Regions from separate parts of the Capra hircus genome. Here region 2 is linked to region 1. Evidence: chromatin contacts called from public Hi-C data. All regions are on one chromosome and are shown on one strand. Each heading gives the region's core, a stretch centred on a gene start, on an enhancer-like site or on the middle of the called end of the contact. The rest is flanking DNA. Distances are from core to core; before and after follow the strand shown. Region 1 overlaps LOC108638000 (a long non-coding RNA gene). Region 2 holds the start of CBLC (E3 ubiquitin-protein ligase CBL-C).

Region 1 (7,195 bases), core at 2,506-5,005:
TGCCTGAGGCCACCCCTGGAGGAGAATGAGCTGGACCGCATCCTGGTCTCCACAGAGCGAGACACGGTGTGGGTTCGAATCTCCCCACTTCTGGTTCCCCACTGTGCAGCCTTGGAGTGGAAATTCTGCAGGCTCTCCCAGCCTCAGTTTCCCCAGCTATGAAAAGAGGATGCTCCCCTGGGTGATTGTGAAGACTCGTGGAGTTCCTAGATGAGAAACACTTGGCTCAATGGCTGACGATGACCTTGGAAGTCAACATGGACCCCCACTGTCTCCCGTCCCCAGGGGTCTATCTCCTGAGTCTCTCCAGTTGACCCTCTCCACTCCTCTTGCACCTACCCTCCCAACCCAAGCTACTTGCTGTCTTGAGGCAGACAGCTGGTCCCCCTGCACAGTCAGAGGGGTCTTTCCAAAACTCAAGCTTGGGAATTCCCTGGCAGTCCAGTGGTTAGAATGCCGAGCTTCCATTGCAGGGGACAAGGGTTGGATCCCTGGTCAGGGAACGAAGATCCCACAAGCTCCACAGTTTGGCCAAAAAAAAAAAAGACTCAATCCTGACTTCTGCTCAGAACCAACTATGGCTCCCCAGTGCCCTCAGGAGAAAGCCTGAGGGCTACACCTCAGTTCCAGGCCTACTGGGCACTGTGTGGCCTGACTACTGCTTGCCTCCACCCTCCTTTCCGTTTTTCTAAAAGATCCTAGTGTTCTCCTCCATCAGCCTTCCCCAGCTGCTTTAGGTCTCAGCTGAAACATCAGGGCCCCAAGGACAGTTTCCCCTGATCTCCACAAAACAGGCCTGAGCCTCTCATTCCTCCCCTTCCTGCTCCCTGTGCCCCGCACACAGCCCCTTTTACAGGTAGAAATAAGACACACTGCGGTGTCCACTTTCAAAATAGCCTCTGAATCCAGCCACTTCTCTCCATCGCAACTGCTCCACTCACCATCACATCACCTGTGGCCCAGACCACCGTGTCTCCTCCTCCTTACTGGGCTCCCTGCCTCTGTCCTTGGCCCTCATGCAGCCAGAGTTGTTGTGTGGTCATTTCAGTTGTGTCCGACTCTTTGTGGCCCCATGGACTGTAGCCCACCAGGCTCCTCTGTCCCTGGCATTATCCCAGGCAAGAATACTGTAGTGGGTGGCCATTTCCTATTCCAGGGGATCTTCCTGAGGGATTGAACCTGCATCTCGTGCATTGCAGGAGGGTTGTTTGCCACTGAATCATCACAGCCAGAGAGACCCTGTTAAATCCTAAATCAGATCACATCCCTCCCTTGGGGCCTGGCTCAGAACCCTCTCAGGGCTCCCATTTCCCTCCAAATAAAAGCCAAAGTCTTTATGCTCCTGCTGCTGCTGCTAAGTCGCTTCAGTCGTGTCCGACTGTGAGACCCCAGAGACGGCAGCCCACGAGGCTCCCCCGTCCCTGGGATTCTCCAGGCAGGAGCACTGGAGTGGGTTGCCATTTCCTTCTCCAGAGCATGAAAGTGAAAAGTGAAAGTGAAGACATTCAGTCCTATCCGACTCTTACCAGGATACCTCAGCTTACCAGGCTCCTCCATCCATGGGATTTTCCAGGCAAGAGTACTGGAGTGGGTTGCCATTGCAACCCAGAAAGCCCGAACAGTCTGTTCAAGCCTCCCTCTACCCCTTGTCTTCCTAATCTCATTTCCATCCTATCCCCCTGCTCCCTCTACTCTAGCCACACTGGCCTCAAATAGCCAGCACAATCCACCTCAGGGCCTTTGCACCTGCTGTCCCCTCAGCCTGGAACACTCTTCCTCCCAGATGTCCGTATGACTCCTTCTCTCCCCTCCTTCACGACCTAGCCCAAATGTCACTCCTTATAGGGGCCTCTCAATTCACTGCAAAACATTTTTTTCTAATTAGAACTTTTAAAGCGGTCTCCTTAATGGTGTTTGGGTAAAAGAGGAAATAAAAACTGCAATTACAGACAATTTAGAAAAAGAGGATGAGAGCATTACATTTCACACCTCATGATGAAAGCAAAGCTGTACTCCTGGAAAAACATTTACATCCATGAATGCGGAAGTCTAATCCAGTGATTAGAATGAATTACTCTAGTATTTGGGCTTCCCTGGGGGCTCAGGGGTAAAGAATTTGCCTGCCAATGCAGGAGACATGGGTTTTATCCCTGAGTCAGGAAGGTCCCCTGGAGAAGAAAATGACAACCCTCTCCAGTAGTCCTGCCTGGGAAATCCCATGGACACAGGAGCCTGGCAGGCTACAGTCTATGGAGTCACAAAGAGTCGGATCATGACTTAGCGACCAAACAGTAAATAGGGGCCTCTGGATTTTTAAAAAAAACAAACAATTTAGGACTTCCCTGGTGGTCCAGTGGTTGCCAATGGAGACACAGGTTCGGTCCTTGGTCTGGAAAGATTCCTCATGCCAAGGGGTGGCTAAGCCCATGAGCCACAACTGGAGAAAGCTCTGGAGCAGCAGTCAAGACCCAACGCAGCCAAAAATAAATAAATAAATTTGAAAAATAAATATAGCGGGAGAATGGATGCCTGTATATGTACAGCTGAGTCCCTTTCCTGTACACCTGAAACTATTGCAACATTGTCAATTGACTATACTCCAATATGAAATAAGAAGCTTAAAAAATTAAAGAAATTAATTTTAAAAAAATTTAAACCAGGGGACAACAGAGGATGAGATGGTTGGCTGGCATCACTGACTCGATGGACATGAGTTTGAGCAAGCTCCAGGAGTTGGTGATGGACAGGGAAGCCGGGTGTGCTGCCGTCCCTGGGGTCGCAGAGAGTCGCACACATGACTGAGCCACTGGGCAACCGCGCTGAACTGAAACCACTCTCCACCTCTCCCTCCCCCCACCCAGTCCCTTGACGACTTCTTTTTTTTTTTTTTTTTTGGTTCTTCATTTATTTATGGCTGCACTGGGTCTTTGCTGCTGTGCACCGGCTCTCTCTAGTTGCAGTAAGCCAGGGCTACGTTCGTTGTGGTGCACAGGCTTCTCATCGCGGTGGCTTCTCTTGCTGCGGAGCTCAGGCTCTAGGCGGGAAGGCTTCAGTAGCTGCAGCGCGCAGGCTCAGTAGTCTTAGCGCACCCCACGGGCTTAGAAGCTCCGCGGTTCGTAGGATCTTCCCAGAGCAGGGATGCAGCCCGTGTCCCCTCCATTGGCAGGTGGATGCCTGTCAGCCTGGGGAATCCTTGCCGGCTTCATTTTTCTCCTCAGCAGATACTTGACACTCTCTATATTTTCCTTGCCCTATTGATAGTCTGTCTGGAGAACTAGATTCTGATCCCCAGGGGCCAGACCTTATTGGTTCACCACCAGAGCAAGGCCCGAAATACCTGTCGGTGAAGTGTGTGGATTGCATGCCTCTATTTTGAACCTGTAAGACATTCACAAGTTTCAAAATCCAAAAGACAGGAAATGGAAGTGAGAAGCAACCTACCCACCACAGCAACCTATCGACCTGGCCTGACCCTTCCCAGTGCTGTTCCCCCGTCCCAGGGTCTTGTCCAGAGATAGTCTCTGCAAGGATGAGAAAACGTGTACGTGTGTTTCTTCCCCCTCCTTTCTTTCCGCAAATGGCAAACACTCTTATCCTGCTTTGCAGTGTCCTCCTAGCAAGACATCTAGGAGATCACACCACATCAGTTTCCAATTGCTTCCTCATTCTTTTTTTGTTTCTCTTTAAACAACTGCATGCATGGTGACCAAGGGGGAAAGAGTTTTTTTCGCAATCACAGTTTTCCAGGAGCAGTGGCGGCTGAGAGCTCAGCACCATCTCACAGACCCCCTGGCCTCACATTGTGGTTCTGCAGTCAAGATCTCCCACACGCTTCTGGTGGGCATGCAAACCAGAGTGGCCACTTTGGAACACAGTTTGCCAATCTCCCCAGAGGTTAAATATACACTTCTCATATGACCCAGCCCTTTCATTCCTGGGTGTTTACCCAAGAGAAATGAAAACCTCTGCGCGCACCCGCGCACACACACACACACACACACACAACCTGTATGTGCTTGTCTCTAGCAGCTCTCTTCTGAATCACTAGCAGTTGGAAAACAGCCCAGATGTTTCTTCAGCTGGGAGATGGAAAAGCAAAACTGTGGTTCCTCCCCACGTGGCCAGAAAAATGCAACACACTTCGGATTCGACAACCTGAATGAACGGCAGATGCGTTCAGTTGAGTGAAAGAAGCAAGACTCGGGAGGCTCTATTATTCCATTTAGAAGACATTCTGAAAAAGGCCGCTCGGTAGTGACAGAGAGAGCTGTGGGTTGTGGGGGTGGAGTGGGGGAAGGGTGTAGCCACAGAGGGCCAGCAGGAGGGGATTTTGGGGGTAATGGAAACCATCTGCATTTTGATTCTGGGTGACTGCCGCATGCGTGGCACAGAACTTATAGAGCAGCACAGAGAAAAGAGTAAATTTTACTATATGCAAATATTTTCATGAGTTTTACTAAAAGGGTGCCTAATGTAGGAGTCCATGTATATGACATGCTGGAATAGCAAAACTATAGGAATAAAAAAACAAACCAGTGGGTGCCCGGGCTGGGGGATGAGGGGAGGGGTCGACTGCAAAGGGGCACAGGGCTAGTTTTGGGATGATGGAACTTGATGGTATCTGGATTGCGATTTGATGATATGACTATAAGCTTTTATCAAAAGTCATACTTTGTACAGACTTAAAATGAGCGCCTTCTATTGTATCGTACTGCAGGATAAATTACATTTCAATAAAATTGGGTTTGGAGGGGTTTTAAATATAATTTAATCTCAAGTGGTAGTGGTGGCTTAGTCACTAAGTCATGCCCAACTCTTGCAACCCCATGGACTGTCGCCCGCCAGGCTCCTCTGTCCGTGGGATTTCCCAGACAGGAATACTGGAGTGGGTTGCCATTTCCTCCTCCAGGGGATCTTCCTGACCCAGGGATTGAACCCGTGCCTCCTGCATTGCAGGCAATTCTTTACCGTTGAGCCACCAGGGGAGCCCCAATAAAGTCGGTCTTAAATATCCTATCTCAGGACTTCCTTGATGGTTGGGTGGCTAAGACTCCATGCTCCCAGTGCAGGGGGACCTGGGTTCAATCTCTGGTCAGGGAACTAGATCCCACATGCCACAGTTAAGAGTTCGCATGCCACGAGTAAAGATCCGGCATCTGCAACGAAGATCGAAGATCCCGTGTGTGGCAACTAATACCCAGCATGGCCAAATAAGTAAATTTTTTTTTAATTAAAAAATAACTGTTTATTAAAAAAAAAAATCTTATCTCTCCTTGCCCTTCCCTGACTGTGTGACCTTAGGCAAAGCCCCTAACGTCTCTGTGCCTCCAGCGAAGGAGGAAAGATTTGGGGAGGAGGTGGGTGCTGAGGTCTTGGGTCTCATCATGGGTACCTAGGTACACCAGTACCCACAAGAAACATTTACAAACAAAGCAGAGAGGCTTTATGAGGCTTTAGGATGGCACCCCACTCCAGTGCTCTTGCCTGGCAAATCCCATGGACGGAGGAGCCTGGAAGGCTGCAGTCCATGGCGTCGCACAGAGTTGGACACGACTGAGCGACTTCACTTTCACTTTTCACTTTCATGCATTGGAGAAGGAAATAGCAACCCACTCCAGTGTTCTTGCCTGGAGAATCCCAGGGACAGGGGAGCCTGGTGGGCTGCCCTGTGGGGTTGCACAGAGTCAGACACGACTGAAGCGACTTAGCAGCAGCAGCGGCAGCAGGATGAAACTAGGGTCAGACAGCTGAGCTGCTGACAAAGGCTCCTGTGTCTTGTAAGGACAGGTCCTGAACTGAGCCCTGTCAGGCCCTTCCTGAGTCCCTCTGAACCACCAGGCACTCCTTGTTGACCTAGAAAAGTGAGGAGAAGCATCTGTGGGCCGCAGAGGGATGGCGTCAGGGATGCACAATTCAGAGCATTGTAAGAGAGCCTTTTTCAGTAGTCAGATGGAACTGCCAGATCAGGTCCCTGCCGTCTCAGCTGTTTGGGGCAGAGTTTGGGTATGTACAGCCCCCGGCCTGCTCTCACCGGCTCACACGTAGGGGAGAATGAGATATATCAGCAATATAACAGAAGAGCTGAGGGCTCAGGCTGGGGAATCCTGAAGGGGCACAACCCACCCTAAGGAGAGAAATCAGGGAGGGCTTTCTGGAGGACAGGCTGCCAGAGCTGAGCCCTAATATGCTGACTGAACACCTACTGAGCACCCTGGTTTGGACTCGGTGGAAGAGCCTATTTTTGAGGCTGAAGTGAAAGGGGAGTGTGTGGGCAGAAGGGTTGGGGCAGAGGCTGCTGCTAAAAGCAGGGGTGTGGGTGGGGGCAGAACAGTGGGAGATAAGACAGGAGTGAGGTGGTACCTGGTTCAAGGCCACCCTGGCAGGAGCCTGGACTCTCTCCCTCTCATGCCCGGGTAGGAGCAGCTGTCTCAAGATCCCTCCATGTGTGCAGGGAGACTGAGGTGGGAAGAAGCTGGGAGGGGTCAGGGGAAGTGATGGGAATGAGGTGACTGTCGGAGTCACATGGAGAAGCGGGTACACGTGTTACCGAAGGGTGCTCACTGTTCAAAAGCCAACAAACAGGCCAGACTGGTGGAAAGGAGAGTTTGCTTTATTTCAGATGCCGGCAGCTGGTGGGGGTCGGGGCAGACATCTGTCCAAAGGCTGACGACCCCCACTCCTGGCAACCAGGGTGGCAAGAGTTTTCATAGACAGAAGTGGCCGGGGAAGGGGGCTACTTGCAGAAACAGTAGTCAGCTCTGACAGTCATCTTCAAATTGGTCATCAGTGGTCTGACCAGCATCATCTTGATTGTTCTAGGGACACTTCATCTTCAGTTCCAGGGTCCTTTGTTCTCATTTCTTTGAAGCCAGTTCTCAGAATCGTGGCAGCTCGTGTCCTGGGTACCATCTAGTCTTCACGTAGTCAACTTCTTCACCCTGGTGCTTTGGTATCTGTAAGACAGCTCACAGGATATGTCTCAGAATATTTAGCTATAGCCCTTGAGAAAGAAGTAAAGACCCTTGACTCTGCTTAATGACCACATTATTATTTGGTCTCCTTTACTGTTTTCCTTTGTTTCTTCATTTCTTGTATCTCTGATTAAACTTATTCTTTGACTAAAGTTTTCCACAGACAGAAGGCAGGCAGAGGACACGGGGTGGGAAGGGGAGGACCATGAGGTCCTGCCCCATTT
Region 2 (7,195 bases), core at 1,708-4,207, 36 kb after region 1:
TGAGTGGCTTAAAACAACACATTTCTCTCACCGTCCTGGGGACCAGAAGCCCCAGATCAGTGTGCTGGCAGGGCGCCACTCTCTCTGAAGGCTCTAGGGGAGTGTCCTTCCTTGCCTTTTCCTGGCTTCTGGCTTCTGCCAGCAATCCTTGGTTTATATGCACATCACTCCAACCGCTGCCTCCATCGTCACACGGCTTTCTCCCAGGCAGTATACCTGTTTTTGCGTCCCAGTTTCCAGTCATACTGGACGTAGTGTGTGTATACTCAGCCGCTCAGTCGTTCTCAATTCTTTGTGACCCGGTGGACTACCGCCCACCAGGCTCCTCTGTCTATGGGATTTTCCAAGCAAGAATTCTGGAGTGGGTTGCCATTTCCTCCTCCAGGGGATCTTCCCGACCCAGGGATGGAACTCGCATCTCTTGCGTCTCCTGCATGGGCAGGTAGATTCTTTACCACTGGGCCACCTGGGAAGACTGGATGTATGGCACACCTCATCTAAACTTGGTTAAAGCCTACAAAACCTCATTTTCTAGCTCCATTCATAGGTTCTAGTGGACACAAATGGGGGAGGGGGACTATTCAACCCGGTAACACTCATCATTACGATTTTACGATTCACACTGTTGGAATGTGTGTCCATTTCATTCATTTGGACTGCTGGATGGAAGTCCTTTGTGGAAGGATACCACAATGTATTCATTCCTTCTCCTCACAGTGAAACTTGCCTTGTCTTCAGTTTTCTCCATTTCCGACAAGGCTGCAATTAATATCCCTGCACCTGTCTCCTGGAGTTTTTTAGGGCAGTATTTTTCAACCTGCCCAACAAGATCCATTAGTGGGTTGTGAAATCAATTTAGTGGGTTGCAAACACAATTTTTCCTTTAATGAAATGAAATTAACTAGAAGATACGAGAGCGCATGTGCATAGATGGGGTAAGGCTTGCCCCCTGGAACTGTTTCAGGTATATAATGTCTCAATGTGAGCAAAAGTGTTTACAAGCCATGGCTCTGAAGGACGGAGCTGGCAATGGACTTGCCCTGCCAAAGCTTTGTTGGATCCTCTCAAATCACTCTCAAACCTGATTTGTCCATTTATACTTCCATCAACTCTTGGTCAACACTTGGCATGGTCAAAATTTTGAATTTTTGCCAGGCCAGTGGGTTGTCACCCTGCTTCCTGGAGGTGGAAACAGGCTCAGAGAGAGCAGGAAGTCAAGGAGCTGGGAGGTAGACCCTTCTGTCCTGACCACAAAGACCCAATCTTCATTTAGTTTGAGATGAAAATTCAAAGATTCCACAAATTAAGGATTCTCAGGTTCTGAGAGATAAGGGATGGGGGCTGAGGAGGGAAGTAGAGTGCGAAGGGGGCCTCAGATCTTACCCTAAACCTTCTCTCTCTCCTCCTACCTCAGTTTTTGAGAATTCAGTGAGAAAATGTAAAGCCTGACACACAGGGCTCGACAGAGAGTGTTAAATAAATGCCTTGTTGCTGCTGTTCAGCCACTCGGTAGTTTCTGACTCTTTGCGACCCCATGAACTGCAGCACGCCAGGCCTCCCTGTCCTTCACCATCTCCCGGAACTTGCTCAAACTCATGTCCATTGAGTCGGTGATGCCATTCAACCACCTCATCCTTGTCGTCCGCTTCTCCTCCTGCCTTCAATCCTTCCCAGCATCAGGGTCTTCTCTAATGAGTCAGCTCTTCGCAGCAGGTGACCAAAGTATTGGAGCTTCAGCTTCAGCATCAGTTCTTCCAATGAATTTTCAGGGTTGATTTCCTTTAGGATTGACGGGTTTGATCTACTATTATTATTACTATTATTCTCCGATTAGAAATTCTCTGTGCTGTGTGCTTTGTCGCTTCAGTCGTGTCCGGCTCTATGTGACACCATGAAGTGTAGCCCTCCAGGCTCCTCAGTCTATGGGGATTCTCCAGGCAAGAATACTGGAACAGGTTTCCATGCCCTCTTCCAGGGGCTCTTCCCAACTCAGGGATCGAACCCAGGTCTCCCGCACTGCAGGCAGATTCTTTACCGTCTGAGCCACCAGGGAAGAAATTCTCTAGATATGGGCACATTTGTAATCACAGGTAGGCCAGTTTCCTGGCCGGGGCGTGGCCAGGAAGCCAGGGGGCGTGGCCTGGATCCCTTGAGGGACGGAGGGACGGTCCGACCTACCAGGGCCCAGCGTGGCTGCCCAGCGCGCAGCCCTCGCTGGGTAGCAGCTTCTCTCCAGCCCTGCTCTGGGCAGCTGCTGCAGTCATGAGCCCCATCTTCCCGCCTCACCCCCTGGGGACCCAGAAGCCCCCACCACCTCCTTTGGAAATCTGAGTGTCTCAATTCCAGCCTGACTGCTCTCAGGCCCCTGCTTATGGGGACCCAGGAATTATGTCACCAGATTCCTGCTCCCTCAGACACCCTCCTCCCGACTCCTGCTCTTAGGGGACCCACGGGTCTGGGCACGCTGTGTTTCTTCTCTGGGACAGAAGGGTCTCACAATTTCCCTAACGTTTCCTCCTAAAAGGTTTAGCTCCAACCTTTAATCCCATACCACGACCAATGACTCAAACTTTGACCCACGACCCAGGAAAGCTACCTCCCAACACCACTCCCCTTCATGGTCTGGGTAGCTAAACTCTCAGCCCCACCCTCGCCCCCAACAAAAGTCCTAGATTCCCCCAACCCCTCCTCCATTGCTAACTTGGGACCCAGCCCCCCACCCCTCCCCAGAAAGGGCCCAGGCATCGGACCTGCGATTCCCACCCACCCAGGAAGTTCTGTCGCCACCCACCAAAGCCACCCCATCCGGCTTTCCTTTGGGATCGGACTTGAGAAACCCCATCTCTAAGGAACCCAGGTGCCAGAGCCCCCAGCCCCCGCCCCCTTGCGGCGCACGGTGCCAGCAGTCACCTCCCCAGGTTCTCCAGGGCCCGCCCTTACCTCTCCCGCCTCGTCCCGCCCCTACCTGGGGCTGGGCGGTGCCGGGCCTTTCTCCGCGGGCCCCGTCCCTCCTCCGGCATCAGAGGGACCCATGGCTGCGGTGGCCCTGCCGGGACGACAGTGGGGAGAATCCCGCGCGTTAGGCCGGGCGGTGAGGCTGCTGCAGCGCCTGGAAGAGCGATGCGGGGACCCCCGGCTCTCCTCGAGTCCCCCCTCCCTTCGGGACCTGCTGCCCCGCACCGCGCAGCTGCTGCACCAGGTGGCGCAAGCCCGGCAGGACGCCAGCGGAGGCGTCCCCGAGGGTCCCAGGGGCGCGTGGGACTTTCTGGCGGTCTATCTGGCTAACCTGGAGGCCAAGAGCAGGCAGGTGGCGGCGCTGCTGCCACCCCCGGGCCGAAAGATTGCCAACGACGAACTCTTCCGGGAGGGCTCCAGACTCAGGTGAGCCCTTGCGCCGGGACAAGGTTGAGATCGTCAGTGGGGCTCCCTCAGGCTCCGAGCATCCTCCTCCCTCCGACCCAGGAGTCCTTCTCCGTGAAAGAGCCTGGGAAACTAAGCCTCCCAGGTTTTTTTTCCTTTTTTGGGCATGGAGACCCTGAGCTCACCATGTCCCCTTCTTTCTCGGCTCAGAAGCGAGCTGTTCGCCCCCTGGATTTAGACACACATTAAGGAACGTGGGGACCCCAGGAAGCTTCCTGCGTGGGGAGCACTGGAGAAAGGGCTCTGAAGCCCTGATCACCAACCCTGCCTGGTACACTCTCAGAGCCTGTCTTTAGTTCCTTAGCCTGTCTTTAGTTCCTTGGGTGGCTAGCTCAGGACCTAGGGCTTTTTTTTTTTTTTTTCCCTTTTTGTCTGCAGGCTGCCTGCTCTGAATTTCCAAGAAAGGGCTGTTGAGTGACAAGGGCAGAGTTTTGAGATTTAAGCCAGAACAGGGGTTGGAACAGTAGCTCTCAACCCCAACAGGCCCCCAAGCCCTTTCTTTAGAGCAAGTATTTTGTGGTCTCTTTACATCTATCCTGAAATGACATACATCGAGTGAATAACCTACTTACTCATAATTCTTAAAAAAAGAAAAAAACACTATAATGCCTAAATTGTAGTATAAGGGAATGATCAAAGGAATGTTCTTTATAATAAAATTATTTCTATTTGGAATGAAAATGCCAAGGCACTCTTACAGTTACTCTGGAAGGCAGAATTGACTGGTTCTTGTACACTTGTACCTGGGGAAAATAATCATCCATTGCTGAACGAAAGAGACTTCCCTTGACACACAGGATAGTGAATTTCTGGAAAATTTGGAATCGATTTTTAATGTGCAAAAAACGCTTATGTAGGGTTAGGACTCTGCTTTCACTGCAGAGCCAGGATTTGATCTCCGGTCAGGGACCTAAGATCCCGCAAGCCAAGAAAAGCAAAGCTTATGTAAAATGGAATTGGACTCTAAGCTCAGATCACTGTAACCAGATTTTCCATCTTCAAAAATGTGTGATGGGGCATGGGAAAGTTGAGTAGGGGGTGGAGAAAATCTTACTGGAGGGGATGGTCCCCCACAATCTAGCCTCAAGCAAATTTCTAGAAGCTCCTTAGAAGGGTAGTATAACTCCACTGAGCCCACTGTTCTAGATTCAGTAGGTTCTAGAAACTAGGAAGCTTAGGGACTCAGTGAGTGGCTCAGTGGATTTTCTAGAGTCATGAGGTCCTACCAGCTCTTTGATGGAGATTCTAGACCAGGACTTTCCACAAAAATCTAATGGAAGCAACATATGTAGTTTTTCATTTTCCAGTAGACATATTACAAAATGCTTTTTAAAGCAGGTGAAATGAATTTCAGAAACTTTTAAAAATTCATTATATCCAAAATATTATGAGCTCAACTTATAATCAATAAATATAAGGTGATGCTTAATGCAATAATTCACATTCTTTTTTTTTTTTTTTCCTTTTGCACTAGTGAAAGTCACTCAGTTGTGTCCAACTCTTTGCAACCTCATGGACTATATGGTTCATGGAATTCTCCAGGCCAGAATACTGGCGTGGGTAGCGTTTCCCTTCTCCAGAGGATCTCCCCAACCCAGGGATCAAACCCAGATCTCTTGCATTGCAGGCGGATTCTTTACCAGCTAAGCTACCAGGGAAAGGATACCCACTCCACTATTCTGGCCTAGAGAATTCCATGGACTGTATTATCCGTGGGTGGAAAAGAGCTGGACATGACTGAGCGACTTTCACTTTCACTTTTGCACTAAGTTTCTGAAACCTAGTGTGTATTTCACATTTAGAACACATTTCAAGTTGGACCAGTCACATGTGAACAGCGACTGCATTACAGACTGTGGGAAGGGAGGGTGCTTAGAAACTTTCAAGGGTTTCCCTATAAAAGGTGAAGTCACTCAGTCGTGTCCGACTCTTTGCAACCCCATGGACTGTAACCTACTAGGCTTCTCCGTCCATGGGATTCTCCAGGCAAGAATACTGGAGTGGGCTGCCATTTCCTTCTCCAGGGGATCTTCCCGACCCAGGGATCGAACCCAGGTCTCCCGCATTGCAGGCAGACGCTTTAACCTAAAGGCATCAAGAATCGGACAGACCTGGAGGCTATTAATAAAAAATAAGAAGAACAGTAACTAAGTAGCATGCCCTGAATGCCGACTATATACCAGGTTGTGTCTGGCATCTTATGTGCTCGTAAGATGGGTAAGAATCCTCATCACGTACCACCCCCCACCCCACCATGAGGTAGGGGCTGTACTTACCCTGTATTTATACCCATTTCACAGCTGAGGAAACTGAGGCTTGAAGAGGGGAAAAAAGAACTTGCCAAAAATCACAGAGCTAAGTGTCAGAGCTATCCTCTGCTACTCCCCACACCCTGAGTGGTTCCTCAGGGAGGCAGTGAGCAGGAGGAAGCCCAGGGGTCCACCACCCAGGGCTGTTTAAACCAACAGGGAGTCTCCGAGCTCAGCCTACCCTAAATGGCCCGAGCCCCAATGCTCCCCACATCTGACTAGGCAAGGCTTTGGACAGAGACTGGGATTCGTTTGCTGGGCGATGCCTCAGATATGAAGCGGTACCTCCCTTTCCTTCACAGATGGGGAAAGAGAGGTCCCCAGAGGGGACGCGTCAGGACTGTAACAGGTGGTCTCAGAACCGACTTTCATCTTGCACTGACATCTTAGAGGCTGGGGGCCTCGTCCCTGCGGGTGTTCCCCACACAGCATGGAAGGGTCAGTGGGACTCCCAAGGTCAAGTCCAAGTCCTCAGAATCCATCCCCGCAGGCGGCAGCTGGCCAAGCTGGCCCTCATCTTCAGCTACATGCACGCGGAGCTGGCCGCGCTCTTCCCCGGCGGCAGGTACTGCGGCCACAAGTACCAGCTCACCGAGGTCTCCGCCCACACTTTCTGGAGGGAGCGCTGCGGAGCCCGGTGAGTGAGCGCCCACCCCAGGACCCGCAGCGGCTAGAGCCCCATCCTGCCCCTGACCAGGCGCCCAGGATCCAGGCCCCAGCCCCTCCTCCCCCAGACCCAGGAGTCAGGCCCCAGACCCTCCTACCCTAGACCCAGGAGTCAGACCCCAGCCCCTCCTCCCCCAGACCCAGGATCCAGACCCCAGCCCCTCCTCCCCCAGACCCAGGAGTCAGATCCCCAGCCCCTCCTCTCCCAGACCCAGGATCCAGGCCCCAGCCCTTCATCCCTCAGACCCAGGAGTCCAGCTCCCGCTCCTTCCCAGGAGTGCTCCCATGCTAGGCTCCCAGAGGCTTCATCTGCAGCCCCCATCCCCACCCCCATCTAGATGTGTGCTGCCCTGGGCTGAGTTTGAGGCGGTCTTAAGCATCTGCCACCCTGTGGAGCCAGGCTCCACGGCCCTGGCCTTGCGCTCCACCATCGACTTCACCTGCAGTGGCCACGTGTCCATCTTCGAGTTTGACATCTTCACCAGGCTCTTCCAGGTCAGAGAAGGCCAGGGTCTGAAGCCCAGACTCCTGGGTCTGTGGGAGGAGGGGCTGGGGGCCTGGATTCCTGAGTCCTGGAGGTGGAAGGGCCTGGAATCTTCTATGTCAAAGATATTCCTGAGGCCCATGGTGGGTGTGAGTGAGGTGTCTGTGTTCTTGAACCCTGGGAGGCACTAGGAGCGTAGGCAGCCTCCTCAGCCCCTCCCTGACCTCAGCACTGCCCCACCCTAGCCGTGGCCAACACTCCTCAAGAACTGGCAGCTCCTGGCGGTCAACCACCCGGGTTACATGGCCTTCCTCAC

The links. A called contact is a pair of places that touch in the nucleus more often than the background predicts.
Region 2: a Hi-C map of blood shows a contact between it and region 1, with 1.7 times the contacts expected there. The contact joins the promoter of CBLC here to the enhancer-like site in region 1. A contact is called at or near these places in 2 of 5 Hi-C or Micro-C datasets (both in blood).

The regions. Positions count from the first base shown.
Region 1 is chr18:53,559,121-53,566,315 of ARS1.2, forward strand. It overlaps LOC108638000 (a long non-coding RNA gene), which reads right to left. Exons shown (of 3, transcript XR_001919517.1): 3 at 6,595-6,953. Among named protein-coding and RNA genes, the nearest start is that of BCL3, 15 kb to the right of the region's middle. Within about 2 kb of position 3,756, at least 2 of the 5 cell types and tissues checked have an H3K27ac peak or open chromatin away from gene starts, as enhancers often do.
Region 2 is chr18:53,595,688-53,602,882 of ARS1.2, forward strand. CBLC (E3 ubiquitin-protein ligase CBL-C) reads left to right here and starts at 2,958. Exons shown (of 12, transcript XM_005701875.3): 1 at 2,958-3,381; 2 at 6,220-6,366; 3 at 6,734-6,890; 4 at 7,125-7,195. The coding sequence starts at 3,032.